2 separate regions of the Rattus norvegicus genome follow, and region 2 is linked to region 1. Evidence: chromatin contacts called from public Hi-C data. All regions are on one chromosome and are shown on one strand. Each heading gives the region's core, a stretch centred on a gene start, on an enhancer-like site or on the middle of the called end of the contact. The rest is flanking DNA. Distances are from core to core; before and after follow the strand shown.

What was found. A called contact is a pair of places that touch in the nucleus more often than the background predicts.
Region 2: a Hi-C map of liver shows a contact between it and region 1, with 6 times the contacts expected there. The contact joins two enhancer-like sites. A contact is called at or near these places in 2 of 12 Hi-C or Micro-C datasets (kidney and liver).

Annotation. Positions count from the first base shown.
Region 1 is chr14:15,637,562-15,643,571 of GRCr8, reverse strand. The region is part of intron 1 of Shroom3 (shroom family member 3); the gene reads left to right. Among named protein-coding and RNA genes, the nearest start is that of Shroom3, 40 kb to the left of the region's middle. Within about 2 kb of position 4,756, at least 5 of the 93 cell types and tissues checked have an H3K27ac peak or open chromatin away from gene starts, as enhancers often do. A contact at or near this core is called in liver, where this site is marked.
Region 2 is chr14:15,776,678-15,782,164 of GRCr8, reverse strand. It overlaps Fam47e (family with sequence similarity 47, member E), which reads left to right. Exons shown (of 7, transcript XM_039092678.2): 5 at 237-317. Among named protein-coding and RNA genes, the nearest start is that of Stbd1, 21 kb to the right of the region's middle. Within about 2 kb of position 3,989, at least 1 of the 93 cell types and tissues checked has an H3K27ac peak or open chromatin away from gene starts, as enhancers often do. A contact at or near this core is called in liver, where this site is marked.

The sequences.
Region 1 (6,010 bases), core at 3,507-6,006:
ATTGCTGTTCTGCACTGAAAGAAGTCAGGACAGGAACTCAAGCAGGGCAGGAACCTGAAGGCAGGATCTGACGCAGAGGCCATAAAACTAGGGACAGGAGGAAGGAAGGAAGGAAGGAAGGAAGGAAGGAAGGAAGGAAGGAAGGAAGGAGGGAAGGAAGGAACTGAACACAGAAGGGGGGTTAGTTGGGAAAAAGAAAGGAATCAGTAGGAATCAGGGGACACAAGAGAAGTAATGGGGGTAAGGCTCCTCCTTTTGGCTTGCTTGCCCTGATCTCTTGTAGAACCCAGGACCATCAGCCCAGGGATGACACCACCCAACGTGGGTTGGGCCCTACTCCATTGATCACTAATTGAGAAAACGCCTTCAGCTAAATCTCATGGAGGCATTTCCTCAACGGAGTCCCTTCCTCTCTAAATGTTAATATTGTATGGTTCAGTCTTGGCTTCGTTCTTGTCGTTGTTTGTTGTTTTGTTTAGTTGTTGTTGTTTCCTATTTTAAGTTTTGGTCCTTGTCCTGGAGTTTGCAGCAACAGGTTGGCCCTTTGTCCTCATCTTTCACTCTTTGTTACTGCTCCTTCTCTGACTGGACTGACCTCTGCTCCCATGTCCTCCATTGATTTCCTTCTCTGTAAACAGCGTCTCCACAGGAGAGTGATTCTCATATTTCTCACGTTCCTTCCTAGCTTTCTGGGCCTTTTCAGATTTGATTTCAGCTCATCGTTCTATAGTTTGCATAGCGATTGTCCATGGAGACCATCTCTACAGAAGGAGAAAGCATGAGTCTCCTCTACTGATGCAGGAGAGACTAGCCCTGGGGTCTTACTCCAGTTTGCAGCTTGCTGTGGTGCTCCATGGGTGAGATCAGTGTTGTGTGCTGTGAAGTTTGCTCCTGTTTGTCGAACAAGATTACTTAGCACCTCTGGTTGAGCAACTGTGTTTTCCTATGAACTAGAGGGAGCTGCTAAGCTCAAGACATAGAGGTCATCTCTCCCAGATGGTAAACATCTAAGGGCACCACCAGGCCCTTAGGCTAAAAGCAGCATCAAGAGAAAGAATGAGGCCCTGTCAGAACATGCTGATGGGGACGTTTAAGTAGCTTTGGATGTCCCTTGGGGAGGTGCCTGATGCTGCTTGATTACTCAGGCAAGGAGAGTAGCAGGAGGAGCTCTTCGGGGGCCTGTCAGTGGCACACTGAGTGGTTCTTAGGCTGGGGCCTTTGATGGCTATTTTAGGAGATAAGGACTTTGGCAAGTAAAGGTCATTTGGAGATCACTCACTGTTCAAGGTTAGTTCTAAAGGGACTACTGAAGTTTGTCACCATCTATTGAAAGTGCAAAAGAACAACTCTTCTGTTTAAGAGGGCAAGGCTTAGGCTGGAGAGGTAGCACAGTGGTAGGGTACTTGCCTGACAGGCATGAAGAGCTAGGCTCAATCCCAAGGACCACCCAAACCTCCACAATCGACTCTGACCCACCTGGCTTGAAATTCCTTCTAGAAACACCAATGAGTACAGTATTCACTCAGCCAGCTTTTTCTGTGGGCTAGATACTGGGAACGCTGAGAAGAAAGGATGGCCACTGTCTGGGAGCTCACAAGCTCAGGGTAGCAGACTGCTGATGGACTGAGTGCAGAGGTGAGAGGTCACTTCTGTGGAGCGGAGGAGTGAGTGGTGCAGAAGTGTGGCCTTGGACGTCCAAAGAGTTGCTGTTGGTGATGTGTGTGCTGAGGTCCCCAGCTGCTCTATTGGCTATGCTCCCATGGGAAAGTATACTCTTAGCCAGGCTTGGTAGCCCAGGACTGGATCCCAGCTACTGGGTAGCCTGACGTAGGAGGATCAAAAGTTCAAGGGCCACTGGGGCTATTGAGTGAATTCAAGGCCAAACCAGGGAACTTAGCAACACCCTGTCTCAAAATAACAGGGCAAGGAATACAGCTTAGCCTAACCCATGAGAGACCTTGCTTTGGCTCATATGCTCTCCTCACACACATGTGCCACCCCCACCTCCCTCTACATTCACTCTAAGGTCTAAAGGTGCCTTCCTCCCAAGATGACCTCCTTCAACAATTTAATTTCTAAAGTGTGGCCTCTTGCCTCAAAGTGGGTAACCCTATATGCTATTTATGCCTCTGAGACCCTGTGGGAACAGGTTGAGAACAAATTTCCAATGTTCTCACAGCTCCACTTCCAGACCGTCTGACTTCTCCAGGCTTCCCCCTAAGAATGTCCCATTTCCTGTGACAGGCTCTGGCTCTGCTTCTGAGAACCCCAAACTGGCATTGTAGGAGCAGGAAGTACATAGACTTCCATGTTTGGGCTCATGTCTCCTGATGTGAGGAAGGACAGCAGACATGGTGGTTGAGGATCCTATTGGGTGGCTGAGGTAGAGAGTAGGAATGGTATTTGATTGTAAACCTAGATGAGAGACCATCATTTACTTCAGCAGGCCACAGCCTGGAGTAGAAACCAGGAAGCAGAGGCTGGAGAGAAGACTCCACAGTGAAGAGCACTGGTTGCCCTTATAGAGGACCTGAGTTGGATCTCTAGAACCAGCATGGCAGCTCACAACCATCCTTAACTCCAGTCCCAGGGAATCTGATGGCCTCTCTGGCTTTCCCATGCATGGGGCACACGGACAAACATGCAGGCAAAACACTCATATACGCAAAAGTGAATTAAAACAAAACGTAAAAACCTGGGAGTAGGTGATGTAAGGTTGTCCTTCTGGCAGACGGATGCCACAGGATGTCAAGAAATTGGCATGAAAATAAGTGAATTTACCTTGCGAAGGAATGAGTAGTTTGGAAGAAAATGGTGGTGTGCGTGGGCCATAGCATACTGCTGAGAGCGCACGGCAAGATTGGGAGGCCGGGAGAGGGTGCTTCCCGTTCAGAAGAGAAGAAAATAAGATGCTAGTGTGGGTAGCTTGGCTGATAGAGCGCTTGCCTTGCCTGGGTGAAGCCCTGGATTTGACGCCCAGCCCCGAATAAAACTGATATTGTGCACACCTATAATCCCAGCACTCGGACACCGCTGGAGGCAGGCAGATCAACGGTTCAAGTTCAGTTGACTCTACAGTGACCTTGAGGCCAGCCTGGGCTACACGACACTGTCTCAGTCAAGCAGACAAGCAAAATGTTTGCTTCAAGTCAGGTGGAGAATGTGCTGTGAGCATAGGTGAGGGGCAGTTGACGGGGCAGGGAGATATAAGTTCTGCAGGTGGGCCACCTTCTTACCTGCCCCATGTGTGGAAACTGTGGTCACTTCCTGTATCCAAGCCTTGACCAACGGCGATGTTCATGGTGGCTGTGGGCAGACAAATTACTAAGACACAGGATTTCCTAAGAATGTACAGGACTCAAAACACTTCTTAACACCTTTTGTATTTCCCCCATCTTTCTGTTCCCATGGTGCTGCAGGGTTGGGTTTTTTTTTTTTTTTTTTTTTTTTTTTTTTTTTTTTTTTTTTTTTGGACTAGCTGACATTCTTTAAGATTTCTAGCCCAGGAGAACTCAGCTCTGTTGACTCTCGCTTTCCTTTCTGGGTGTTTCTGTTTGTTGTCTGTATTTCCTGAACACCTTGCTGACAGGGCACTGGGGTACAAAGACAACACAGAAGAGGCAACTTGGTGTAGTGCAGAGGATACATGCCCTTTCCTCTGTGGGACCTTCTAGCCCTTTCCTCATTCAGTCATCCTTACTCATCCTTTGGATTGAGCTGAAAGGTTTCTTCCCGGTTTCCCCAGAGTTTCTCAGGACTTCTGCTGGGCTGTGCATCTGCCTCCCTCGCTGCTGGGGTGCTGGACCAGTGCCACAGGCAAGCCGCTGAGGGGAGGCAGAACACAGTCTGAGTTAGACCCAGCTTCTTCTGGACAAGAAAAGTGAGGTCTGGGATGAATGCTGTGGTTCTCAATCTCCTGTGTACCCAGAGGCTGCCAGAGGCTGCTGGGAACTGCAGGGAACTGAGAGGGGAGGGAGTAGTGTCTGGGTCCACACTTCCTCTATGCACCAGGCAGAAAGGGGATAACTGAGGGAGAGGCAGGAAGAGAGAAGGCCTTCTCTGGGAGATATAGGCTTATGTCTTTTTTTTTTAAATTAATTTATTTATTTCATGTATGTGAGTACACCTGTCACTGTCTTTGGACAGACCAGAAGAGGGCATCGGGTCCCATTACAGATGTTTGTGAGCCACCATGTGATTGCTGGGAATTGAACTCAGGACCTCGGAAAGAGCAATCAGGGCTCTTAACCACTGAGCCATCTCTCCAGCCTTACACTTATGTCTTACTCAGTGTGAATCAGGGATTAAATACCTTTTTCAGGAAGAGAAACTCATTGGCTAAATACTCGGGGTCTATTGAGACATCTCATTAGCATGGAGAACTCCAGGTTTTTAGCTACATGACCAGTGGTCATGGTCTTCTCAGTGGGGTGTCATGGGGTATCTTGTTCCAGGACAGATAGTACTTGGTAGGGAGCTGGTTCTCAATTCTGAGATTCCCCGGGGGTTCAAACGTGCTTTAATCTTACCAGTTCCTCTGTCTGGTGGCAGGGGCCACTGCCCCACATTCTCCCTTCATAAAGTCTCAATGTACCCTGTTCTCCTGTGCCCCTTAGCTCAGTTGTAGCGAAGCAAACAAAATGAGTAATTTGTTGCCCAAATCTTTGCCACCTGACAGAATGTAACCTCTACAAGGACAAGGACCCTGTGTGTATCCCAGTACCTGGCATGGTGCCTTCCATAAAGAATGTGCTTGGTAAATGTTTCTAGAGCAAATAGATCAGTGTGGGGGTCAGAGAGTCCACTTCCCTTCCTAGATTGGTTCCCCGTCATGCTATGCCCTTGGACCAACCACTGAGCTCTTTAGGGAAAAGAACTAGTCACTGGTTTTAGTGATTTCTGAACTCACAGCACACTAGCCAAACACCTCAAGTACTGCCGGGCTAACCAACAGGGTTCTCACGGAATCTCTTGTTTGTTGCTTGTTCAGTTTTGACTCTTTGTTTGGCATAGAGCCTCATGTAGCCCAAGCAGGCTTCAAACTCCCTATATAGCTGAGGCTGGTCTTGAACTCCCAATCGGCCTGTCTCCGTCTCCCAACTCTTAGAGATGTCTCTTAGAGCTACTTAAAGTAGTGAATTTCTAGAGAAGTCAGCTTCTCTAGAAGTTGAGTGCTTCCTTAATCCCTACCCCTTCTTCATCACATATGTTGTGGTTTATTTTTCTCCCAAAAGCAGTTAGATAGTTAGAGGAAGCTGGCACGGGGACAGAGCAGTGGGTGAGAGGCGTATTTGCAGAACACGAGAGAACCTAACAAAACCGAACTGTGTGTGCTCTCGGTGTGGGATACTCGTTCCTGGATGCTCAGTAATGCCGGGACCTTTCCTTTTGTGTTCTGGCTTTGTGCAAACACAAACTATACTCTTGTTGACTCCACCATAAGCCACGAAACTGAAGACGGGGAAACCTGAGTCCTACAGAGTAGTTTCGCCGGACCTGCTTCCCGGGTTTGTGGGATGGAAACCAAGAGCACCTGCATCTTCCTGGAGGAAGAAACATCCAAGCAGAAACCAACACACAAGCCCTTGATAAAAAGAGTCTGAGCGGCTTCATTAAAACAAACGGACAAACAAAAAAGCCATACATTTTGAGTCCGGGGAAGCCCGAGAGGTCACCTAGTCCTCCCTCATCAGACAAATGAAGAAAGCAGGTAGAGCTGAGAAGCATTTGCTCACCCACACCTGACTCAGTGGGCACAGATTTCTCAAAGCCATGTGCTGTAGTAACACAGGCTTCGAGAGGGTGTGTGTGTGGGAGTCGTAGCTCTGCCATTTACTAGCCACTGTGGCCTGGACAAGTGACAGTGTATCTCTGAGCTCCGCATTCTCCATCTGTCCCTATGTCAAATGCTGGTCAAAAGAAGCACAAGGTAATCAAAGTGATGCCCAGCCACAATGCTCAGTAAATGATAGTCGCTAGTGGTTCCTTGCTGTTCCCGGGGATGAGCCAG
Region 2 (5,487 bases), core at 2,740-5,239, 140 kb before region 1:
ATCTCATGCCCAAAGAATTATTGAATTTTTATTTGAATCAGATTGACCACACATCTTTGTTGTTGTTGTTGTTGTTGTTGTTGTTAAGAATTTTTAAAAATCATTTTAAATTATGTGTGTGTGTATGTCTGTGTATGGATGTGTGCACACGAGCGCAGGTGCCTGTGGAAGCCAGAAACACTGGAGCCCCTAAAGCTGTTATTACAGGTGGCTGAGTTCATGTCAACCTTCTGCAGGACAAACCCTGCATCAATGGACCACCTCCCCATCGAGAACGCTGTGGGCACGGGATCAAACCTCGGTCCTCTGGAAGAGCAGTAAGTGCTTTTAACCTCTGGGCATCTCTCTACCCCACAGCATCCCCCTCTGTCACATTCTTGCCTAACGTGAGCACATGTTGTTGCAAACATGGAAGCCTGTCAGGAGAAGCAAGACTTGCATCAGTGTTTTGGAGGGAGGTGGCATGTATACGGTCTTCTTAACTTTCCGTTCCACTGCCAGTACAAATAAGCACGCGTGCCTCACTGTGCGAGTCAACAACAGACTTAAGTGCCTGTGTTGAGTGGGGAGTGTCTTCCCTCTAAGTCAAAAACAGAACATTATCTCTAATTAGCTCTGAATTACCTGTGGTTTTCTTTACACATCTTAACCACATAGCTCTATGTCTCTGAAGAGAAAAACAGAATCAAATGTGTGCAACTTAAAGATTTCTCTCAGGGTGGGGAGATGGCTCTGTCGGTAAAGCGCTTGGTGGGTGAACATTACGAAGTGAGTTTAAATCTCTAGAGTGCATCTGAAGCCAAGCACAGTAACACGGTGTCTGAGATCTCAGCTTTCCCGTGACTGGATGGTGGAGTGAGGGATGGGGGCTGAGGGGAATCCTCAGAAGCTCACAGCCTGGTTTCTCTGCAGTGAACAATAGAGAGGAGAGCCTTACTTAAACTATAGAAAGTAAGAACTGGCACTCAGAGGTGACCTCTGACCTGCACATGTGTGTAGACACACATACATCCCCGACACGCATGTACATGTATTCACACATCCACACATGCGTGTGCACACTCTTGCATACACACACAGTTTTTTGTGGGTACAGAATTCTAGGTTCACAGTGTTAGTTTTTATTTCAGTAGTGTGAAGCTATTGTTCCCTTGTCTTGATTGAACTATTTCAGATCACTCTTAGGAGATGTTTGACCTGTTTTTCTGAATGTGCTTTCTTTTTCTTTGTTTGCTTTTAGGATTTTTCTTTTTGTCAGTGTTTTATACACACACGCACACACACACACACACACACACACACACACACACACACACACCTCTTTTCAGACCTATGCTAGGACTTCACTGAGCCTCTCCAGCCTATGAGCATACATTTTTCATAGGTGTTTTTTTCTTATTAAAATTATTAGTGTATATTACTTATACAAAATAATTGATTGCATTTTGTCACTTCAGTACGCATGCACAGTGTACTTCTTTCATAAACTTTGTGGGGGAAATCTGACCATTAGTTCCTCAAGTTTGTTTTTGGCTTCAGCCCTCTCCCTGATTTGATTTGCTCATAAGGAGGCTTGACCCGGTGCCCCAGCCCGCTGCTTCTGTTCCCTGTTTCCTCCTTCGTTTATGGTTTATGGTCGATAGGTCCTTAAACCCTGTGATGTGTGTGGTTTTGTCTCATGATTACAGTCTCCATTTCTAGGTGTCTGATGTGTGTATCTGCCTACCGTGTCTCTGCTTAATCTTTGGAAGCATGAGATACGGCTCAGAAACGGCTTTGGCGTCTTTGAGTCATAACCTCTGAATCTGCTCTGTGCCAGTCCCTGCCCTGGGCGCTGTGTTTTCCTGCATGGCTTCCGGTCCGATGGTTTTGTGGTGTGGATTTCACCTTAATGGCTGTTTGGGGTACTTTTGCATTTTTATAATTATTTTTGAAATTTGTTCGGGGCTAGAATCAAGTTACTTGGAGAAGCCTGATCATTTGTGGGTCTTGCTTTTTTTTTTTTTTTTTTTTCCCCCCGGAGCTGGGGACCGAACTCAGGGCCTTGTGCCTGCTAGGCAAGCGCTCTACCGTTGAGCTAAATCCCCAGCCCGGGGGTCTTGCTTTTAAGATTCCTTGAGAAAGAATAAAGTAATCTTTGGTCTTGGGCTAATTACTTCATAGTACTGAGCAAGACCTTAAGTGTGTTCTTCCCAGGATCTTGTGAACTTTTACGACTTCCAGGAGGAAGAGACTACTGAACTATCAGGTATTTCCCCTCTGGTGCATTTAGCTGGTTCATTGTTTGATCTTGGGTGGTTTCCCCAGTATATGCCCCGGCCCCTACCACCGACACTCACAGAGCCCTCTCTCTGTTCTGGGGCCCGGTCCTGTGAACATCCGCTGCCCGACTTTCCCTGGATTCTTGATTCTCCTGTTTCCTCAGTCAGAGAGTCCCTTGGGCGGCTTCTGGGCTCCTCCTCCCCCTGTGCCCTAGAGACTCTTTTTTTCTGCCTTGGGCTGTTTCTGGGCTCCTCCTCCCCAAGTGCCCTAGAGATTCTTCTTCTGCAGTCGGCAGGCAATTATGACACTTATTTTGTTTGTCCCTGTTCTCCCAGGGCTTACTGTCCTGGTTACTGAGGCCTGGAGTCTTGCAGGCTATTGTTTTTCTCTGAGTTCCGAATGTGGAAGGCGGGAGGGAAAGACAGGCTGCATTTGGACACGCAAGTCCGTCCGGTCTTTAGCTTTCTACCCACATAGAGTTCTCAGCACCGCTACCTTCTGCCCTCTGATGTTCTTTAAAAATGTTTTCCCCCTCCCACCGTAGCTCTGCTCGCGCATCCTGTCTGTTCGAAGCCCCCCTTTCCCTGCGTGGATCTCTGTCTCCTTTTAGATGAGGTATGTGTTTGTTTTATGCTAGGGAGGCTCTTTATTCTAGGTCGTTTGCTGGAGACTATTGTCTCCTTACTTCCCAATGCTTCATAGCACCGTGAGCCCTTCTCTCTCCATTTCCCTCCTCACTCTGCATGCCGATTCATCCATCTGCTCATTCATTCATTCAACAAACATTTCTGAGCATCGATGCGTTCAGCAGTGTTGCTAGCAAATGACAGGAAACTGGAGGGCCGCCATCTTTACTAGGGTGTCCTCTGAGGGGACCTTCGTGCCCACGGACTGGTAAAGTGCAGAGATGAGCCACGCCGGAGATGGTTTGAGGGGAAAGTTTCAACTTTATTGCACACGAGGACCATTTATATGGTGGAAGTCCTATCAACTGTCATGGGTTAGAACATCCTGGATTGGATGGTGAGCGCTCATACCGCCAGGGTCTCTGCATAAGGAGCACATTAAAGGAGAAGTGGAGAGTGCAGACTCATCTGCCGGCCGGGCCAGCTATCAGCTGTGCATGCTACTTCAGAATTTAGGGTTCTGACTTCTGAGGCATGGTACACCACACTTGTTTAGAAGCACAGTGCGCTAAGTAGGCAGTCTGTCAGGTCTTGCCTACAGAGGACTACTTCCTCCATCCAGAACTTACAGCCTAGTGAAGTCAGCAGGCAAATGATTAACCGCCACAGAATGATGCCTCGTGTGTACACAAGTAAGAAGAAAAGATCGGTCCAACAAATACACGGTGTGGGCACTTTCGATAAAGGCTTCAGAGAAGAGATCTTGCTTGTGCCGAGTCATAGAAGATCACCAGTAAATGACCAACTCCCTCTCTTTGCTTGGATTCAAATTCTTTCCCCCACTCTTTTACCCCATACTCTGCTTCCCTACTTTTAGTTCCGTGCTTCTTAGCTGAGGGAGATTTTGCACCATCCCCCTCTTCCCAAGGATATTTAGCAGTGTTTGCAGATGGCATCTTTGGTTGTCCTACCTCAGCGGGGACCACTAGCATCTCATAGATAGAGACCGGGAACATTGATAAATGTCCTTCCGTGAGGAGGAGGTCAGCCACCTCTCGTCAGCCAAGAGTGGTCAAATCCCAAAGGTCAGCAGTGGCAGAGTTAAGAAATAGCACTGTAATTCAGCAAATATTTATAGAGCACCTGCTATATTCTTAGTGTCCTAGATGCTAGAGAGGTGCAAGGAGAACGGCCTCCCAAGCTTGCATTCCAGAGGGCTCAAAGAGATGCGGACAGACAACAGAATATACACAGCACACTCGACAGTGACCAGCGCCGCTCAGAAACAGGAGGCCCAGAAGGAAGGGACAGTGTGTTGTGAGAGGGTCGCAGACTTTAGACTCGGTGGTCGGGAGGATACCACTAAAAACAGCATCAACTAGGTATGGGAAGGAAGACCGTGAGGCACCAATGCAAGTGCGAAACATTCTGGAGTTAAACAGTCTGTCCAAAACATCAAATATGGAAGCTGGTGGGAGAAGTGCCTCCCGGGGCTAGACTCAACACACTCTTCCCAAAATATCCTGGCCTTCTGTCCCACTTTCCAGTATGTAGTTTAAATGTAGACAAGAGGAGTGGAAAGGTGGCTTAGACGTCAAGAAAGCTTGCTGCTCTTCCAGGGGACCAAGTTTGGTTCCTAGCACCTATGTCAGGTAGCTCACAACTGCATGTAACTCTGTTTCCAGGGAAACTGACGTCCTCTTCTGGCTTCCTTCTGTACTCCTGTACAGAACCTACACACACACACACACACACACACACACACACACACACACACACCACACAACACACACACACCACACACATGCAACACGCACACACAATACACATACACAACACACACACAACACACACACACACACACGCAACACACACACATACACACAAAACATTCACACACAACACACACACAAAACACACACAACACATACACAACACACACAACACACACACAAAACACACACATACAACACACACACAACACACACAAAACACACACAACACACTCACACAACACACACACAAAACACACATACAACACACACACAAAACACACACACAACACACACACAAATTTAAAACAATTTTTAAAATTTTTTTAATTTTAATTTTCCTTTTTTAAAGATTTTTTTACTTATTTATTATATATAAGCACACTGTAGCTGTCTTCAGACACACCAGAAGAGGTCCCATTACAGATGGTTGTGAGCCACCATGTGGTTGCTAGGATTTGAACTCAGGACTTCCTGAAGAGCAATCAGTGCTCTTAACCGCTGAGCCATCTCTCCAGCCCTAATTTTAATTTTCATATTGTTTTTTATTTATTTACATTTCAAATGTTATCCCCCTTCCTGGTTCCCCCTCTGCAAACTCCCTGTCCCTTCTCCCCTTCCCACGTATGGGCCTAGAGAAATTGTTCAGTGGGTAAAGCACCTGTGGTTTTCGCACAGCAGCTGGGTTCAGTTCCCAGCACCCACACTGTGGGTGACTCACAACTGCAGCTAATTCTAGCTCCAGGGACCTAACACTGACTTCTGCTCTCCAAAGGCATGATGCACCCAGGCTAACACTCATACATGTAAAAGAGAAAAACTTTAAA